2 separate regions of the Gossypium hirsutum genome follow, and region 1 is linked to region 2. A link is a contact called in public Hi-C data. All regions are on one chromosome and are shown on one strand. The core of a region is the stretch at or near the end of the contact, and the rest is flanking DNA. Distances in the headings are between cores, read along the strand shown. Region 1 holds the start of LOC107887380 (ACT domain-containing protein ACR4). Region 2 holds the start of LOC107887379 (truncated transcription factor CAULIFLOWER A-like).

Region 1 (4,682 bases), core at 709-3,208, 180 kb after region 2:
TGGTAACCACTGAATAGTCCTTGTCATACCAATTCACAACATCCACATTCGGCCTTTGCCTGTCCTCCAAAACATCATCACCGGTCTGTTCATAATCCCTGTCCGCAAACATCATTTGGTGAAGCCTTCTATCAGTATGTGTGACCGAATGAGAAACTATGGTTTTGGCTAAACTAGATTTGTTGCTTCCCTTAAGTACATTGCAAAGGAGTGCCTTTATCATAGATAGCCTTTCTAGGTCGGTAATTGATGTTCCTGTTTCCTCATCGGTCACTTGCATCACAGCTGCAGCACGGGTGTTATGTGTCCATACTTCGGCATTCACTACATTGCATTTAAGATGCTTAAGGACCGCGCTTAATTCAGATAGCAACCCTGGTCTGTCGCTCCCTGTTAACTCAATTTCAGTGTGGTCCATTGTTTGCTTCACCCCAACAGATCTCATTGCAGATGTGAAGCAAGATTCTGGCCCCAGAGACTGAAGACAAAACGCACAAACAATCAGGTAGGCATGTAAAAAAAAAAAAAAGAGCAGGAAAATCAATTACAAATTTGAAGTGCTTACCTTTGTAATATAATCTAGAATACCTTCATCTGTGATTTTGTTTCCATCTTGATTAGTAACATTAAAAACTGGTATTGCAAAAACCAAAAGCAAAAAATGAGAATCAATTTACTAGACAAGTCCAAAAGTAAGAAGACGAGATATGTTACCATCCATGAACCAATTGCCATCAGCAGATATGTAGGCTTTATTAATGATAAGGTTAAGATCAGTCAGGATTTGTACAACTTCAAGAAGGATCCCATGTTCGTTTGCACAGTCAACCTGCATTATGATATGGGATAAGTATCAAAAGGTACCATTTAAAAAAGAAAGAAGAGAAACACAAAATCAGACGGCCATACCCTTATCACAGTTGCATTCTTGCAAGCTTCATTATCAATCACAACCCTGACAAGAAAAATAAGTCAATATCACTTGATGTTTCTCAAAACTCTTGATCGAAGTACAGATAACGAAGATAATTTTTAGCTTACCTGGGCGGATTCATTCTTCTAATGAATTTTTCATATTCATCACCCATGTCATGTGAAAAGCTCATGTTCATCTCTAGAAACGAGAAAACAAAAATCAGCCAATGAAAGAAACCAAGGGTAGTACTTGGAAATAAGAGCACCAATGAGAAATCAGAAAGAAAAAGGGGTAAAAAAAATGCAAAACCTTAAAAAGACTTACTTTGGGCAAGTCAAAAATAAAGGAATTGTTGAAAATGAAGAAAAAGAGGAGGGGTGAGAGAGAAAGAAGGTACAAGTATTCCCATTCTCCACCACAACAAAAAACATTGAGAAACTTGAAAAAGAAGTAGAAGAAAATCAAGCACAAAGACCATAGCATAAGATTCTAGCTCTAAAAACACTGAAAATTCTCAATGTCAACAAAACCCACAGTGTGGAAGAGAGAATAAAAAGGAATAAGACAGAGGAGATAGATCAAAAGGGGCTTACCCAATATAGTTTCTTTTGAGAAATTTGAGATCTTGGATTAACCAATGTTCCTCTCTTGCTTTTTTAATTCTCTCTTCAACAAGAAAAAAGGGTATTGTTTACTCTGTCTTTGCAATTATATGAATGATCTGAGAATCACAAATGTAGAATGCACAACTTTATTTACATACTTTAAAAAAAATAAAAGGAATCTTTAGAGCCCCCTCCTCTGAATACCCCACTCTCATTAAGGTAACAAAACATTAAAAAAAATTACAAAAATAATAATAATTCATGAATCATGAGAATCAGATACACCACGACACGATACTCGAAAACCTGCGAGCTCTAAAAGCAAGACTCGCCCTTTTTTTTTTCTTTTTTTTTCTTTTCTAAAAAGTTGCTGCCTTTGATAGAGAAGGGCGTAATATAGCAAGGCTGCATATTATAAAAGAACCAGGGATGGGATAGGATAGGATAGGAGGGAGTGCTAAGATGCGCTTGTTTTATTTATTTATTTAGAGAGTAATTAAATAATTAAGTCACGTGTTTAAATTAGGAGGTTAAGATTTAAGAGGCGGTTGATCTCCCAAGGTGTGTGGATAAAACTGCGGTTGTTTTGAATTAGCTGTCAGTATCTTTCCTTGGTTTTTTAAGGTTTTAGCTCTAAAGTAGATTTGTATTCTTTTATATGCTTTCTAGTATCTTCATCTTATTTCTTTTATATGCCACTCAAATACTTACACATAGAACATAAATACTTAGAGCTCACCGTCCATCCGTTAATGGATTTTCACCTTTGATCATGTTACTCACCGTTTTAGAGTTGAATTGATAAAATAAAATAAAAATCTAAATGACAAACTAATTCTACAAATTAGTATTTGCAAGATTTATGTAATTGGAAGAGCCCCAATTTGAAGTCTCTGAGGCCTGTCGCTTTGTTTCCAGGCCTTTTTTCCAAATAGACTGCTAATATGGTTTAAAGTCATGCTCTACCCGATGTTAAGTAGAGCTGAGCTGAGTGTACAAAAAGCCCAACTAAAGAAGCCTAGTTTTGCATTTATAAAGCAAACATGTTCTCACACAGAAAACAATGGATGTATCAGATTCCTAAATTGGTTATTCTGTCAACACATCTTTCAAAAGTTTTCTATTTCTCAGCTCCATTGTCAACTTCCCATCAACTAAAATAAGCAGATAGCCAATGGCCATATGAAAGATCTCAAAGAGACGATAGATGATTTTTAATCCCATGAAGAATTTGAAGAGTCTAGCATGCAAGTTAGTTACATCAACTTTAACAAAGTGCGGTCCAAAAATGCCTCAAAGATCTTCAATATCGGCGCAAACATTTCCTCACCTACTCCCAAACCTTTGAATCTTGAGCAGGAAACATCTCCTCCAGTCAACAACTGCAGGAATGAAAGTAAATGAAGCTAATGGTATACTGTATATATGGTGATTAAAACAATACAAGGCAGAAGAGGCTACGAGAAGCACAAGTTACTTTCATAATTCCACATCAGATACTCCCACTAAGAAAGAACTTGGATCGCTGGACCCTAGAAGTGGAATGTACTCTGATCCTCTCACACGAACACTAAAGCATGCTGCAAGCAACAAAGAACCCATATAAGAGATCCAGCAAAAGAACTTTCGTGTGGGTACAAGTTTTGCGTGAATTACTGTCAAGTCTCTTAAAACTCTTAGGTATTCATAGCACATACAAAAACAAGAAACTCGTGGAACTCTTGGCATCGCATATTCATTAGCTTAATGAAGAAATCTTTCATAATATGCTATGAGAAGATTTTGTATTTAAGGGCAAGAAAACCAGCTTCAATATTACCATTCTCTATTTTCACAACACTTTGGAGCATTGTATCCATCTTTGTCTTCATGTCAGAACCGTCATCCATAAGTGGGACAAGAAGAGTCAATTCTCTGTAAATATCACGTACAAACTGGCATATTCTCTCAGAATATTCTACTTCACCATCAGATATTCGACCAATTGCTAACCGCATCAGTTCTCCAGTCAAATCTGCTAGCTGTAAAAGAAGAGTAAACATTCTTCCATCACAATGCACATTGTGTGAGCGTATGTGTTGGTTCAGTGTGTCAGAGATCTGTATGTATGTATGCATGTATGCTGGGAATAATAAGTAGGCAATATTTGAACAAAGGATATAAGGATATACAAAAAAATTAGCATCAAATGTTTTCATCAGCCTCTGCCTTCAAAAGTAAATAGCATAATATTCAGGCATCTACCCCTAAGAGATAGTCAAGGAGGTTAATTTGCAAAGGCTCGAGAGATGGATCACTCAGTGGCAGTAAACTAGCATTTATCTCATCAAGATTCAAAAGAGTTCCGGTTTGGCAGAATTTGAAGAATGTTGCAGCTTCAACGTACTCTTGTACCTGCCAAGAAACAAGCATGGTAAGTCAACTCGGTAGTTTCTCTTTGGCACAAAACTATAAGAAGAAAAAGATGAAACCCCCGGAGAGTATGCTCGCCGTAGCTTCCAAAAATCAGTCCCCTGCAACTCTTTCACCAGTCGGGAAATATGCTGATCTCTCACTGCAGCTAAATCCTTTTCGGCCTTTTCCAAAACTTCCTCTCTGTTGGCTTTACTGATTCTGTCATCAAGATTAAACCAAAAGCAAAGTAACATATCATATGAACTGAATTAAAATAATTCATTTAACCGTACAGGTAAAGAAAACAGAATAGTAACTGACTGCAAGTTGAAAAACGTATTTGAATGAACTATTTGCAATCAAGAACAACACAAATAGGCAGCAGCAATAGTAAGTAAAATTATCATCATTGAAATCTTGAAAATCGGCAACATTACCTGTGCACCTGAAATATGACTTTTTTACTATTCATAGTTACATCACGACTGGCTTTTACAATCCTTTCGCGTTTTTCATTCTACAAAAAACGATTTGTGTTGATTAGTCGGTGCATATAAAAGCATCTTCGGTAGTCAAGTAAATACATGCAAAAGAGAAACTCCATTATGCAAGGGAACTTTACAGCTTATACATGTAAGAAACTTTGAACGTTTTGGAGAACATATATCCACACATTGCAAGCATCCAACTACAAAACAAGCTTCACTGCTAGAACAAACGATCTTGTATCGATTTTGGGTCCACACTTTTTGTTTTTTTTTTTTTTC
Region 2 (4,764 bases), core at 1,177-3,676:
TGCACCTGTCTTCTCCCTCTCTTTGATCTACATGCAAAAACAGGCTATAAAGTAATAAGTATTTACCAGCTGTAGGAAGGAACTCTATACATATTCATTGATGATGAACATGGAAATAAGGGTAAATCACACCTGATTTGCTAGCATTGCGTTTTGCTCCTTTATTGCCTTTTCCTGCCATAGACCACTATTAGAGATGACGCATGAAAAAGGGTTTTCATTTTTCTCAATGATTATGAACGAGTCATTATGTTTTCAAAAGCCTTTACCTTTCTTTGAAGCTCGGATATTGACTCATTCAAGAGTTGGTTCTGCAATAGAGATACAATCGCATCACTATAACACAACAAGAAACAGTTGTGGCTATATGCTATAATTGGAAAAAAAATGACAATAAAAAACTAAAGCATACTTTTCTGGCTCGAATGTGTTTAAGAGCGGTATCAAGCTGCTGCTCCAAATTCTGCAGCTCCTTGAGACTCAATGGGTCTAAATCTTCTCCCATGTAGTGCCTGGAGAGACGTAAGAAACTGATCAAACTAATGACTTAACATAATACCCTAAAAGGAACTTGTAGGTGTAAAGGAAGGATAGCATCTCTCTTTCATTATGTAGATATTTAGCAAATGCAATTAATTTGAAATATTTACCTGTGATTTTTCTGCAAGAGCTCAACCTTAGCCTTAAGTCTATTATACTCAACGGACCATTCGCCCTGCCAAGTTTGCAATTTTGCCAATTGTTTAATTCACCTCATTCCTTTTGAAAACTTAAAAGCTACGAAAGCACGTACACCCCAAGCCTCTTTTGTTGTCTAAATTCAATTGCTAACAGTGAAAAAAGGTCTACCTGTGATTCAGGCTCAGTAGCAACAAGATGCCTCTCAGCGTAATAATGCCTTTCATAGCGTTCAAGGATCTTCTCCATGCTGTTATAGGATAGACAAGTCAGGATCATGTACAATATTTTCATTTCCCTAGTAATCTTTCTGTACCTCTATTATACTAGTTAAAGGCCTAAACCTAAACCGACGTCTTTTTGATGCCATAATTAAATAAAGAATATATTAAATAAAGTAGACAAATTCTCACCTCTGTTTGTTTATTATTCCTAGTTTTCATGGTTTTACAAAAAAATTTCACCAAGAACTAAGTCTTAAGAACTTATGAGCCATATACCTTGAAATCTGTTCTACTTATCAGTAAATATTTTGGTGATTGCAAAATATATTCAAGATTCATAAATAGTTTTTCTTTTCCATCTTTTTTTTGTATTTTTTGGTTAAAGCACTTAAAATATATATACCATCGAAATGTATAATTCTGGATATCAAAGTTTGTAGTCAGTAGTTGCGGTTCTCCTCCGTAAAGAATCTTCAATATTTTAAAGTATAAAATCTAAAGATTCCTCTCTTTCTCCCCTCAAACGCTCCTTTTCAAGCTAAAATAGTTCTTAGATAGTGTTCAAAAAAGCCAGAGGATTTTTAGGTTTTTAGAGCTGCTGAGGTAGAAGAGATAGAGAAAAGTATAGCTTCTAGGGAATATATATATACATATACAATTGACTTTTATTTTATCAGAACAAATATTCTATAAAAAAGTTTCACCAAAAATTATGGACATAAAGCATAAGTTTCCCAGGATTTTACTTTTTCGATAGCCAAGTACTTTTCATTTCAAAGTTTTTATTATGGATTCATATTTAATAAATGAACTATGAATAATTCTAACCATCTGTTTTACTAACTATATATATTATTTATTGGTGTAATAATTTAGTACATAAAAGGACATGTTTTGGATTTGTACCTAATTGAGAAAGTTAGACCTTCAGATTAGAAGCTAAGAAGGAAAAAAAAAAGAGAGCAAATTTCTCTTCTTTTGTTTTTCCCATGTGTGAATTAACTTACATAGCCAATACTCCCCAAAACAGTTTTCTATTCGTTTGTTATTTCGTCCCTGAAATAGTGGAACAGTTATAATACTGATGTAATAATTGTGACGTTTAAAGGCGTCCTTTTGGCGAATCTGTTATGTCTTAATTCACATGTTACAAGTCAATAACTTAATTGTTTTGGAGTCAAAATATCCTGGAAAGTAGTAAAATAAAAGAAGGCTCTCCTTTTTTCTCTTACAAAGGAAACCTGTAAGAAAACATGTATCTTCAAAAGTTTATGGAGAATTACAAGTAGTAATGAGATGTTGCACCAAATTGAAGGTTAAAGAAAGAGAAAAAGAAATACCAGGAATCAGTGGAGTATTCATAGAGCTTCCATTTATGAGAGAAGACAATCAAAGCGACTTCAGCATCGCATAAGACAGAGAGTTCATGAGCTTTCTTGAACAACCCACTTCTCCTTTTGGAGAAAGTAACTTGCCTGTTAATCTTGTTCTCTATCCTCTTCAATTCAACCCTACCTCTCCCCATCTCTTTGAAAGCAAAGCACCCAAAATTCACAGCTTGGGGTTTCCTCTCTTGGTAAATGCGACTGAGAAAGATGAGATGTATATAGGAATGGAAATACGGAGAAATAGAAGTGGTTTTAGGGAAAGTGAGGTAAGTGGTATTTTAAGAATTAGCTGTCGAGTAGTCATTGGCTACTCTAACTGTTCTCTCGCTATAAAGGGTTATAGTTATAGATGCTAAAACCGTGTACAGAACCCTGTACAGGGACCCCCACCCCCTCACCCTCGAAACATCATCCACCTCCCTGCTGATGCCAGACTTCTTTTATCCCCCTTAAAAAATGCCACTAATTTTAAAGCGATTTGAATTCGCATGAAATAGCATTAATTATTTCGTTAAAAGATATTATGACTAAAGAATAATTTACTCTACTTCAAAATAAACGAATTTATTTATCCTTTCAAGAAAGCAAATATGAACCGTTATATCTTGCCCGGTTATTAATGTTATAAGAAAAGCAAATTTTTTTTTACCACGTATGTATTACATAGTTAATTATAAAATAAGGTTTAAAGATAAATTTGATCACTAATATTTATATGTTTTGTCAAAATAGATTTAATTGTATTTTTGAATCTTTTTTGACCATCAACTTTTTTTTTTAGAATTTAGCCTTTTTTAACTGTTTTAACGGTTAATAGGGATGATGTGAAATTTCATATGTAGAATATTTTTAATAAGATGTAATTTATTACTTAGATAACCTAATACAATAATTACATGTAGAAAATAATAAAATAAATAATACATTAAATTTAAAAATAACTATTAATTTAAAAAAAATAAACGTAATTATCCAAAAAAATTTAACTCAGTAGAAAAACTTCTCAATAAATAAACGTATGAAAGATTGAAACCTTTTGAAAGAAAAAAAAATATTGAAACATTGAATTTATTCATTAAATCTGTTAGAAAAAACATATTGAAAAAAAATAAAGGTTAATGGCAAAAAAAAGCTCAAAAATACAATTAGGACTATTTTGAAAAAACATGCAAACCTTAGTGGCCAAATTTATCATTAAGCCAAAAAATAAAGAATAACTAAAACAAATTTAAATTTGAAATTAGAAAGATGAGTAATAATTCTTTTTAAAAAATCAGAGATTTTCAAAACAAGAGAAAATTTGTCCTTCTCTTAGCTAAAAATAAATCATAGGAATGGCTAAATATTACTAATTGGGTTTAAACTTTGGAAATGACATTATTGGAAGGCATAGTCATAAATATGGAATATGAACCGTTAAATGGAGATAAGAGATATAAAAAGAAAATGACATTAATTATTTTAATTATTTTTGTTAATAAAAGATAACATAGCAAATTATATATATTTATATAATATATATAAGCATAAGCTTGGAGAAAATTTTGAATCACCAAGAATATCCTTTATTATTCATTATATTACTAAAGTAACAATATATAAAAACAAAGTTGTTGTTGTTTTTTTTTTAAATAGAGATTTTATTCAACTTTAATTATTAGTAATAAATATTATTTTAAATTAATTATTATTTAAATAGTGTTACAATTATATACTAATTAAAATTAAAAATCTAATTAACCTATGCTCAATACAAACTGGTTATGAAGGTCATTGCAAATCAGTTCAATGTTGTCTTTCTAAAGATTATTGCTCTTGAGTAGGCCGACTTTGTAGCAGGCAGGAATATTATTGATAACATTATTATTGCGTAGGAGGTTATCCACTCAATAAGGAGTAAGCAAAAGAATAGGAGATGGATGGCTATCAAAATTGATCTAGAGCAAGCATATGATCGTGTGCATTGGGAGTTCATTGACGCCTCTCTCCAGGCTGCAGGTATTCCTAATCTTCTCCGTAATGTCATTATGTCAGCTAATTCGAGTTCTACAATGTAGATCCTATGAAATGGGGTTCCAACTTAGAAATTCTGACCAGCAAAGAGTGTTTTCCAAGGATGTCCACTGTCCTTGTAATAGCCCGATTTCTGGCCTAATCAGAACAGTGGTTTCAGAACCAAAAATTTGAGGTTAGAGAAATTATTTTAATATTATTTTATGTGTTATAGCATGATTATATGAGTGTTTGAAATTTTTGGTGAATTAATTTCAGTGATTGCATGCTTAATTTTGAAAAAGGACTAAATCGCATAAAGTGCAAAATTTTTTTTCTATTAGCTAAAGGTGTCAAATAGATATGGAACATTAAATTAGAAGTCTTTATTGAGTAAATAGACCACAGATTTGTTATTGGCTAAACATGGAGACAAAGAAACTGTAAGGTCAAAGTTAGGTGAAATTTGGTGACTAATTTGA

The links. Hi-C and Micro-C count contacts between places; a contact is called where the count stands out from the background.
Region 1: a contact with region 2 is called in a Hi-C map of leaf, with 2.3 times the contacts expected there. The contact joins the promoter of LOC107887380 here to the promoter of LOC107887379 in region 2. A contact is called at or near these places in 3 of 34 Hi-C or Micro-C datasets (anther and leaf).

What each region holds. Positions count from the first base shown.
Region 1 is chrA03:70,232,076-70,236,757 of Gossypium_hirsutum_v2.1, forward strand. LOC107887380 (ACT domain-containing protein ACR4) reads right to left here and starts at 1,959. Exons shown (of 8, transcript XM_016811591.2): 1 at 1,510-1,959; 2 at 1,042-1,114; 3 at 910-955; 4 at 715-829; 5 at 566-633; 6 at 1-478. The coding sequence starts at 1,112. It overlaps LOC107887381 (translin-associated protein X), which reads right to left. Exons shown (of 8, transcript XM_016811594.2): 3 at 4,353-4,432; 4 at 3,993-4,134; 5 at 3,766-3,915; 6 at 3,341-3,542; 7 at 2,999-3,101; 8 at 2,531-2,903. The coding sequence ends at 3,001.
Region 2 is chrA03:70,050,124-70,054,887 of Gossypium_hirsutum_v2.1, forward strand. LOC107887379 (truncated transcription factor CAULIFLOWER A-like) reads right to left here and starts at 2,427. Exons shown (of 7, transcript NM_001326740.1): 1 at 2,243-2,427; 2 at 850-928; 3 at 651-715; 4 at 413-512; 5 at 270-311; 6 at 133-174; 7 at 1-27. The coding sequence starts at 2,427.